2 separate regions of the Mus musculus genome follow, and region 1 is linked to region 2. Evidence: chromatin contacts called from public HiChIP or PLAC-seq data. All regions are on one chromosome and are shown on one strand. The core of a region is the stretch at or near the end of the contact, and the rest is flanking DNA. Distances in the headings are between cores, read along the strand shown.

What was found. HiChIP or PLAC-seq counts read pairs in DNA pulled down with a chosen protein or histone mark.
Region 1: a contact with region 2 is called in an H3K4me3 HiChIP or PLAC-seq map of bone marrow-derived macrophages, with 3 times the contacts expected there. The contact joins the enhancer-like site here to the promoter of Apmap in region 2. A contact is called at or near these places in 8 of 39 promoter capture datasets (the 3T3-L1 cell line, 3T3-L1-derived adipocytes, the C10 cell line and 3 more), 1 of 15 datasets of contacts at CTCF or cohesin (large pre-B cells), 1 of 484 Hi-C or Micro-C datasets (adipose-derived mesenchymal stem cells), 4 of 115 datasets of contacts at active chromatin or transcription factors (bone marrow-derived macrophages, embryonic forebrain, pro-B cells and 1 more) and 3 of 9 other capture datasets (adipose tissue, liver and pancreatic islet).

Annotation. Positions count from the first base shown.
Region 1 is chr2:150,980,212-150,985,176 of GRCm38.p6, forward strand. All of the region lies in intron 1 of Ninl (ninein-like), which reads right to left. Among named protein-coding and RNA genes, the nearest start is that of Ninl, 27 kb to the right of the region's middle. Within about 2 kb of position 1,345, at least 17 of the 459 cell types and tissues checked have an H3K27ac peak or open chromatin away from gene starts, as enhancers often do. A contact at or near this core is called in bone marrow-derived macrophages, where this site is marked.
Region 2 is chr2:150,607,149-150,611,777 of GRCm38.p6, forward strand. Apmap (adipocyte plasma membrane associated protein) reads right to left here and starts at 1,419. Exons shown (of 9, transcript NM_027977.3): 1 at 1,240-1,419. The coding sequence starts at 1,331.

The DNA of each region.
Region 1 (4,965 bases), core at 95-2,594, 370 kb after region 2:
CGAAGTAGCAGGTTAGCTAGGTTTCTTAGCCCCATTTCCCTCAGGCCTACACACTGAACAACAGCAGATCACAGAGCTAGCACTGGAAAGACGTACTAGGAGCCCCTGTGGGGTCGAAGGCAGCTACAGGAATCAGCTTCTCTTTGCAGGGACCCAAGGCATCCGTCAGTCAGCAGTGTGTGTGTGTGTGTGTGTGTGTGTGTGTGTGTGTGTGTGTGTGTGTGTTTTAAAGCTACAGAGTAACCAGAAAACAGATGAAACCCAGCATGTGCCTCCATGCCAGCTCCATATGAGGCTAAGGCAGAGGACTTCTTGGGCCCCAGAGTCTGAAGTCAGTCTGAGCAACACAACAGTGTTCTACCTTCAAAACTAGAAATAAGAAAGGGAGAAAGGAGTGAAAGAGAGAGGAAAAAAGGAGGGAGGGGAGGAGGAGAGGAGTGGAGCAGAAAACAGATAAACAGAAAAAGCACGAACTATGCACAATTCCTATCTTTAAAAAAACAAAACAAACAAACAAACAAACAAACAAAACTGTTGCTGGGCGTAGTGGCGCATGCCTTTAATCCCAGCACTTGGGAGGCAGAGGCAGGCGGATTTCTAAGTTTGAGGCCAGCCTGGTCTACAAAGTGAGTTCCTGGACAGCCAGGGATACACAGAGAAACCATGTCTCGGGAAAAGCAAAAAACAAACAAACAAACAAAAAACCCTGAAACCTTATAAATACAAGGTCTCTCCCTTATACATAAAAATATCTACTTAAAAAACTAAATTGTTGGGGCAGAAGACATATCCAGGGTGCCCCCATCATGCTGGACAAATACATGATGGAGAGGTGGGAAAGACAAGGGAGCAGAATGGTAGGTGCACAGGCCAGACCAGGCTACACATGAGACTGTGTCTATAAGCAAATACATAAATTAGTTCATAATGTAAGGATACCCAGGGTTCACTTAAAATTTGCTCATTCCCTTCCCAATCATCTATTAACTAGCTAATCAATAATATGAACAGGCAGTGGTGGCACACGCCTTTAATCCCAGCCCTTTGGAGGCAGAGATAGGCAGATTTCTGAGTTTGAGGCCAGTCTGGTCTACAGAGTGAGTTCCAGGACAGCCAGGGCTACACAGAGAAACCCTGTCTTGAAAAAACCAACCAAACCAAACCAAACCAAACAAACCAAAACAACAACAACAACAACAACAACAACAACAACAACAAAAAGAATTGTGAAGAGGTTAAAACAGGAAATTAGTCAGTTTCTTGACTCCTAAAATATACACTGGGTAGATATGAGCTCTGTTCAGCATTTGTCTATTAGAGACCTAGGGAAAGCAGAAGTCAGTCTATACCCAGAAATAGTTGTCAACTTTTGACATTAGAAAACTTCAGAATGCCATGCAGTGATACTGCTGGATCTTTCTGTAATCACGAGACCCTGCTCCTCCCTCACCACAGATTTAGGCGAAGGCTGTGAAGACAAGACATAAAGCAGCACCCGACCCTGGGCATGAAAATCTGCAGTGTTTATCTGCGGATAAAGAGGGTGGAAGTTGAACTCCTGGCACCCACACACACAGCCCCTAACTGTCAGCTCCTAGCTGTCAGGAGATCTAATGCGTGTGGCCTACACAGATAACTTCGCTCACATCACTACACTGATACCTTTCCCACTCACACACTGACCAATAAACACAATTAAAATTAATCGAAAAGTTTGTAAAAATCTATATTTGGGTTATAAAATAATATTTAGGTATCTTTAAAGATATTAGTGCTGTAATAAAATAGTCATCCATACAATAGGACATTATTTTTTAATCTACAGCAAAAACATTCTTTTTTAAAAATTTATTTATTTTTATTTTATGTACATTGGTGTTTTGTCAGGTCCCCTGGAAGTGGAAAAGTAGACAGTGTTCTTAACCATTGAGCCATCTCTCCAGCTCCACAAAAAAGCATTCTTAAGGATGGATGTGCTATTTTTAGGATCATTTTATAACTGGTAGTATAAATACACACACACACACACACACACACACACACACACACACATATATACTTCTGCTTTTTATGTTAACAATATTTGGCTATCTAGGAAACTGTCTTTAAACAGGTACTTTATATATCTGTATTAGTCTTTTAAAGGACAACTTTATAAGCACTATTTTAAAGTGCTTTTTAGAAGATGTAATGGCCTGTGTATCTGTGGCTTTCAGAATTATGTGTCTATACATTATACATGAAACCACAGTTTGCACATTTAAAAGCATTTAAGTAAATACATGCAAAGTGATCCATGAATGCTGTTTTTAGCATATTCTGATGTAAAACCTGCTCTTTAGACATGCACACATATATACATACTACATACATTTCTTTGAGACAGGGCCCTTTAGGTATTCCTGGCTAGACAGGAATTTGATTTAGACTAGGCTGGCCCTAAACTCTGATCTACCTGCTTCTGCCTCCCTACTACCAGGGTTAATACACATTTCCCATCTATTGACTGATTTTGCTTTTTAAAACCCTGGCCTTTAATCTATTTGCCTCAACTGAATCAGCATTTAGTTATTATATATGTAAGATATACTGTCACATGATCTCTTTGCAAGTACTGATACTTGCAGGGAAACATGGGGTTGGCCTGGTTTAGCTCCCTTCCAGAGGCATGTGTCATAGGTTTTTCAGGTTAGAGTTCATGGCTCCTAGGGCACTGTGTGCCTTTCAGTTCCTGACAAACTGATGTACTCCCTCAGGCAGTGGAGTGTTTAGGTCTCCCTGTAAATCTGTGTTCCTGCTAAGTCAACAAAGTTTACAGAAGCATGACAGGGCAATTGGTCTTAGACATTACTCTTATGTACCCGATATAGCTTGTAAGTGTCACTGTGTCCCTGCAACTATCGTTGTACTGATCTTGGGAACAGTGGTTATATTCTGTTTCTGATAGGGGTATAAAAAGTCTGATTGCTTGGCACAAACTCGTCTCAGCCTCAGTCTGGTTGAGACCCCTAGTCCTGGCCAGGTTAAGACTCATTTCTCATCAGCTCTGTATCAAGTAATGGTGGCCCTGTAAGTAAGCCCAGGTGCTTATGGGTAATCTTACTGTGAGAGGCCTAAATTCTTACATTTATCAATGCTGTAGTTATATTACCCTAAAGATCTCATATTTTACTTCAAGGGCAGAAGTTGACTAGACTTCTGTGAACCTCTCCTGTGCAATAATGATGCTGACTGTAGCTGGCTCTTTTGTATGTGTGATTAGCACTCTAAAATTCAATGCTCATACACACAAAAAAATGCTCCCTAAAATGGCATTCTCTAAAACACAATTGTTAACGATGCTAACTATTTTGGTGTATATGCTTGTATAATTCTGTTTTATGGCTATTCTCCTTAGCAGAAATAATTAGATAGGCTATGATACATGACATCCCGAACTATGCCTCCTTGTAATAGGCAAATCTATAAACGAGTACTTAATTTTCAAATTAGCGTGACAATTGATGCTTTCTGTAAAGCTTTATAAGTACTGTCTGCCGACATTCTGCAAAAGCATTTGTTCTCAACAGTTCCATCTCTGTTGAGCCTCATGATGTCTGATAACATTCCAGAGAAGCACAAAGGGACCCAACTTCACCCAGATCACAAACAATATGGGATCCATGTTTGCTTGATCCAAGAGCCACTCTATACATCTGAGCTGCTTAAAGTTGGCTGTAAAGGTCACTAACACGAAGTCTTTAATGTCCGTCAAGTGCCCTATTACACTGAAGTGCTAGCTCCACGCCTATCCCCACAGCTGCTGACATTACAGTCACAAGTGTATGCACTATATCCAGTAGCAAGGACTAATAACGTGGATGCAGTAGAGTCTTAGGTCACTTAGAAAACAAAAATAATACACACTTGTACAGAGGCAGAAAGGCCAAATATAAAGACAAAATTACAAATGAAGCCGGGCGGTGGTGGCGCACGCCTTTAATCCCAGCACTTGGGAGGCAGAGGCAGGTGGATTTCTAAGTTTGAGGCCAGCCTGGTCTACAAAGTGAGTTCCAGGACAGCCAGGGCTACACAGGGAAACCCTGTCTCGAAAAACCAAAAAACAAAAAAACAAAAAAACCAAAAAACCAAAAACCAAAAACAACAACAACAACAACAAAAAAAAACCAACCAAACCAAAAAAAAACAAATGAAAATGCCTCACGCGGTGAGGAACAAACACAAACTGCTCAGAGCCTGAGCCAGTGGCCTAAGAGACAGAATTCTTACCTCAAATGGGACAAGACATAGTTTACACTGTAGCCAAATATGTGGGACACAGATTCAAGTTATCCCAATTCTATCTTGCAATGTAGTAAAAGCTTCATGAAATTTTACAGTAAGAGAACCAAGAAAATCGTGGATCAAGACACCTCCCTAATACAATGGTGCAAACACCACGTGAGTGAGTTACAGGAAAGCAGGTAGGTCCCAGAGAGAGGCCTCAGGTGCTGTCCGAAGGGACCTTTAGCCTTTGGTTGGCAAAGGATCTACCTGATAGTCAGGATGATGTTAGGCACATGCAGAGAAGAGTAATATACAGCTATTAAGAGGACTGGCCAGAGCCGGGCGTGGTGGCGCACGCCTTTAATCCCAGCACTTGGGAGGCAGAGGCAGGCGGATTTCTGAGTTCAAGGCCAGCCTGGTCTACCGAGCAAGTTCCAGGACAGCCAGGGCTATACAGAAAAACCCTGTCTCAAAAAAAAAAAAAAAAAAAAAAAAAAGAGGGCTGACCATGGCCCAAGACACCCTGGTGCTGGAGTTGGAACCGTTCAACCTCCCATGTCACTGTCAACTTTTGTATCACAGCTCCTTGCAGGGACTCGCTTCATGATAGAAGAAATTGATAAATTTGTCAAAGAAAATGCTAAATCTAAAAAGTTTCTAACACAAAATATCTAAGAAATTTGGTACACTATAATAAGA
Region 2 (4,629 bases), core at 169-2,668:
AAGATAAATATGCCCCTTTGCCTGTGGGTCACAAGTATCACAGAAGCTGTTCTAAATATCAGGCCAATCTATCAAGAGTCCCCGGGTACCCAGGCTTCAAAACACTTTTCTTCTCCAAGTGCCCAGATAGGGCTCTCCACAGCTCCACCCTTTCCTAGTTCTCCTAGTTCCTGCAGTTAGGTTTGGCCACTCCTTGCTTATCCATTAAAAGACTCACCAACCATTAGCAATTAATTAGCAATACCCACAACAAGCAGGGTGAGCAATTTGTCATAATCTACCCACATTTAGCAAGGTGAGTCCTAGTTAATGAGATCTCAAGGCTACCTAGGATGGCTGGTCTCCCTAATCAAGATCCATACTAGTTAGTACCTTCCTGTTCTTTTACAAACTCCTCTTTCCAAAGCCAAAACATGTTTGTATGTTTATCTTATTACCATTAGTCAAACCGATCATCAGAAGCAAAAACTGTCTCTCATCTAGTATGCACCACATCCCTTCATCACATTGCTGGTGACCAAAGAAATATTTCTAATATTTCTATCATATAAGTTAATTCCACAACTTTGAGGCTGATCTAGATATTCAAAGTACAAAATTCTGGTCACCAAGTTGAAAAGTCAATTTTAAATGTCTTCTAGTACGGTTTAAGGAGCATGCTTCATATGTGGGCTAATAGTGCATTTTGAAAGTCAGAAAGACTGGGGCCCAAAAAAAATTTTTCTTTTTAAGGATTTACTGTCAGTAACTACTGTCCCTATTACAAAAACCTGCAAGGCCGAATTCTCAGAAACACTGCCAACAATGTCAGTCGGTTCTCTACTCCACGCTGAGGAGTACAGACTGCGCGGCGTCAATAGATGCAGGAGGAGGACCTTCGCAGAAAGGAAACCCAGCATCTTTTCTGACTTCTCTTTAAGGAAAGTGAATAACAAGGAACGCGAAAGAATCGGCTGACGGCAGTGGTCAGGTGGCTGTCCCAGGAGTATCAGAGGTTCCAACAAGGACAAGTCGGGAAGATGCGTGCAACTAAAGAAAGGCAAAAGGCGTTGGCTCCAGCGGCTGGGTGGCAAGAAGGGACAGAAAAGGTCCACAGCAGCGTGAGGGAGGACAACCAGGTCCACGCAAGGCCTCGCCCCGCAGATTGTCCTGTCAGCCCGAACCCGGCTCCTGGGTCCAAGCCGGGATAATGAGGAGGGTTCTCTCCCGTGGGATGATCCCAGCCCAGGTCCTGCCTACCTGCCCTCCTTGACCTCCGGGACCTGGCCATCGTCCGTGACGACCTGCGGCCGCAGGGGCCGACGCTGCCGCAGCCCGTCCGCTTCGCTCATTCTGCCGCCTCTCCACTGACACCTCCAACAGCGCCTTGACACTCAGCAACGCGGGTTTCAGAACTACTCCCTGGCGCGAGGAAATGACGTAAACTTAGCGCCGGAGCTGCAATGCAGGCCCCGCCCCCTTTTGGAGATTGGCACAGCAGTAAGGCTCCACCCCCTGGCCCCAGCCTACAGCTGCAGGCAAATGGTGAGGGGGTCCCTCCCTCAGTGAGCCGAGTCTGGATAGTGAGGCTGTAGCGGGTCTTCCTCAAGTCCGAGTGCTGGGCGGTGAAGTCTGCAGTAACAAGCTTGCAAAGAGAAGATGCCACTGATTCTTAACGAAATGTGTTCAATGCAGTAATCCCCGCCTGAACTGTTATCTTTTCTGAAAAGATTCCGCTAAAGTTCAAAATGTGTCCTTTTGGTTAAGATCAGATTTTGACTGCTAGATCGTCAAGTGGTTATACAATAGACATTTGATAAATTTTCTAAAGGGAGTTACCTAAAGACAGGCCCAAGTAGAAAAGACTGCTAATAGCAAAACTTTAGGAATCATGAAGCAACCACCAGGTAGTGCTTCCACGGTATTACAGCGAGTCGGACATACTCCAGGAGGTGAAGTGAGCAGACTGCAGGCAAATCCCTCCTTTCTGGAACTAATGAGAGCCATGACTTCAATACATGTAAATTTTAATACAGTGGTGATTTTAAAGAGAGAAACTTGGTCTAGTGGAAGCATTTAGCCGGTGAAGGAATGTGGGGGTAGGATTGGAAGAGAAAGGGCGGACAGGAGAATTTCAGGCAGCAATAACCAAGTAGGGCATTGGGAAGGATCTCTAGGATATAGGTGCTGGATTTTGTACCTCACTTGGGATTTTACAGAAGCAAACATGCCATTATCTTTTCGGCACTAGATGGCGATAGAATGCCACCTCAATGTTCTTTTTCCTCTCGCTTGAGGGAAGTGGAGATTTCTTAACACAGTTCTGTAGGGATCTCAGGTTATATATAATCCAAGGCTTGGCAACATGGTACTTGATTCCATCATTGAAGACAGACATTATAAAGATAATATCGTGGGTAATTGTAACAACTGCTGTGTGGGTCTGGCGCCTACCTGGAGACCTGAATGGCTTCCCCTTCTGATTGCATGTCTCTGACTTTGTCATGTTACTCCTTGTTTCCTTGTGATACGTTTTTTTTTCTACCTCCACCTAAACCACTTTTATCATCCAGAATCCATCTCAAGAGTCATTGCTGAAAATCTCTCATTAACTCTCCAGAGTATCCCCGTCTGTGGGAGGCTCTGTGAACATTCCTGAGCTGTCACAAGTAGCCAGTTACATCCAGTGCCTGTTACATGGATTATGCGTATCCTATGCCCAGTGTGAAACACATGGGCCAAAACAACCCGGAACACACACACGAAGAATAAAAAAGAGTTGAATACACTGAACTTCCTACATAAAAGGAATTCACCAGACGACCTGTGAGCTCCTCAGTTATGGAAGACTGTTCATGAAATTCAGGGCTAAAGTTAGAAATGGTCTTGGAACGGATCGGTTAGAGTTTGTAAACTAGGAAAGTGTCTGGAAGAGCCAGTGGCCATATCTCTAAAACAAATAAGTCCACAGGGAATTGCTGGGAGATACACTCATGGCCTTATCTTGAAGCACATGAGTCTGAATAAGCTGGGGTTAGAATAGGCTGAGCTTCGATCATTTGTGTTATGCAATATGACTTAGGGGTTTTCTGTTTGCAAGTCACGGTAAAGTCCATTCTGCTTGTTGTATGTGGTCTTAGTGCTCTCTTGTCCCACATCACCCTCCAGCCCTGCAGCCAATCAGCATTACTGTCTCATTGTACCAACTGTTTGCACAAAGAGAAATGGGACTGCCATGCAAGGTTAGCTCAGGTTTCCCAACCTCAGCACTGATAACATTTGGGGCGAGATAATCCTTTGTTGTAGAGGTAAAGTGGCAGTTGTCATGAGTATAGGATATTTTGCACCACCCCTGGGGCCTTTACCCTTTAAATGTCAGTAGCACCCCACCTAGTTTAGTGCTAAAGTTAATCTGGAACACCAAAAATTTGTGAAAAATTTGGTCCTCAGCATGGGTGATACTGGAAGGTAATGGCATTTGTAAGGAGTTGGCCCTACTGGGACACTGGAGGCATGCCTTTGATGAGGGTATGGGAGTTAATCCCTTTTCTCTTTTACTTTTCCCATTTCTCCACATTGGAGTAGCAATTGCTCACCACATACCCCCACCATAATGTACCACCACAGACCCAAAGCAGCCAACTGATCATAGGTTAAAGCCTTTACAATCCTGAGTCACCGTAAACCTTCTATAAATTGATTGCCTCAGTATTTATTATAATGACAAGAGATTAGAAACAAATAATATTTTTTTAATATCTTGAAACATTGCCCAAATGTCCTGCAAGGGACAAAAGGGCCCTTGACTGGGAACCACTGGGTGAGACTACTACACATCCTGGGACTTACGATGCAGCTCACTTTCGCTGAAACGCTCGTCTACACAGACGACATTTATCACAACAAAAATGGGGCCATCCCAGCATGGAAAAAGAAGCACATGATATTATGCAGTCATCTCCCAATGTGGTAAATTAGACAAAATAGAAACAAACCTGAATTTAGTCTTAAGCTTTACCCTCTAATCCCATACTGATTCAATTCTTTATACAGATACTTCCCAAATGCCTGTCAGGTCCTAAGGGTTGTTACAAAACAAAGGTCCTCAGATGTGTCTATATTCATGGTTGTAAATGGGGAGGGAAGATAGAAAACATAGATGACTGTTATAAAGGAGTGGCACAAAGGACAGGCTAGGTATCCTGAGACCTTCAGGGAAAGCTGTGCTGACATAGGAGTAAACCAGCGGAGCATGTGCACCAACTCTGGATAAGTAAGATTCCAGATGAAGAGCTGGGAGGATAGAGAAGGGCAAGAGACAAAGTAGGAGGACTTGAGGGGTCCTGAGGTTGGTGACCAAGGGGTGATAAGCAAGGGTAGGCTTCAGGGTCCACTGATGAATGATGAACCATCTAAAGGGGACAGCAAATGACTAGAAAGTGGAAAGAAGGGCCCAGAGAGAGAACTAAATGGTTAAGCACATTTGCTCTTGTAGAGGGTCCTGGTTCAGTTTCCACCACCCACGTGGCAGTTTACAACTGTCTACAACTCCATTTCCAGGCGATCCAAAACCCTTGTCTAGCCTCTGTGGGCCCCAAGCACACATATGTGTATATACATACTTTCAGACAAAACATTTACATTAAGTGC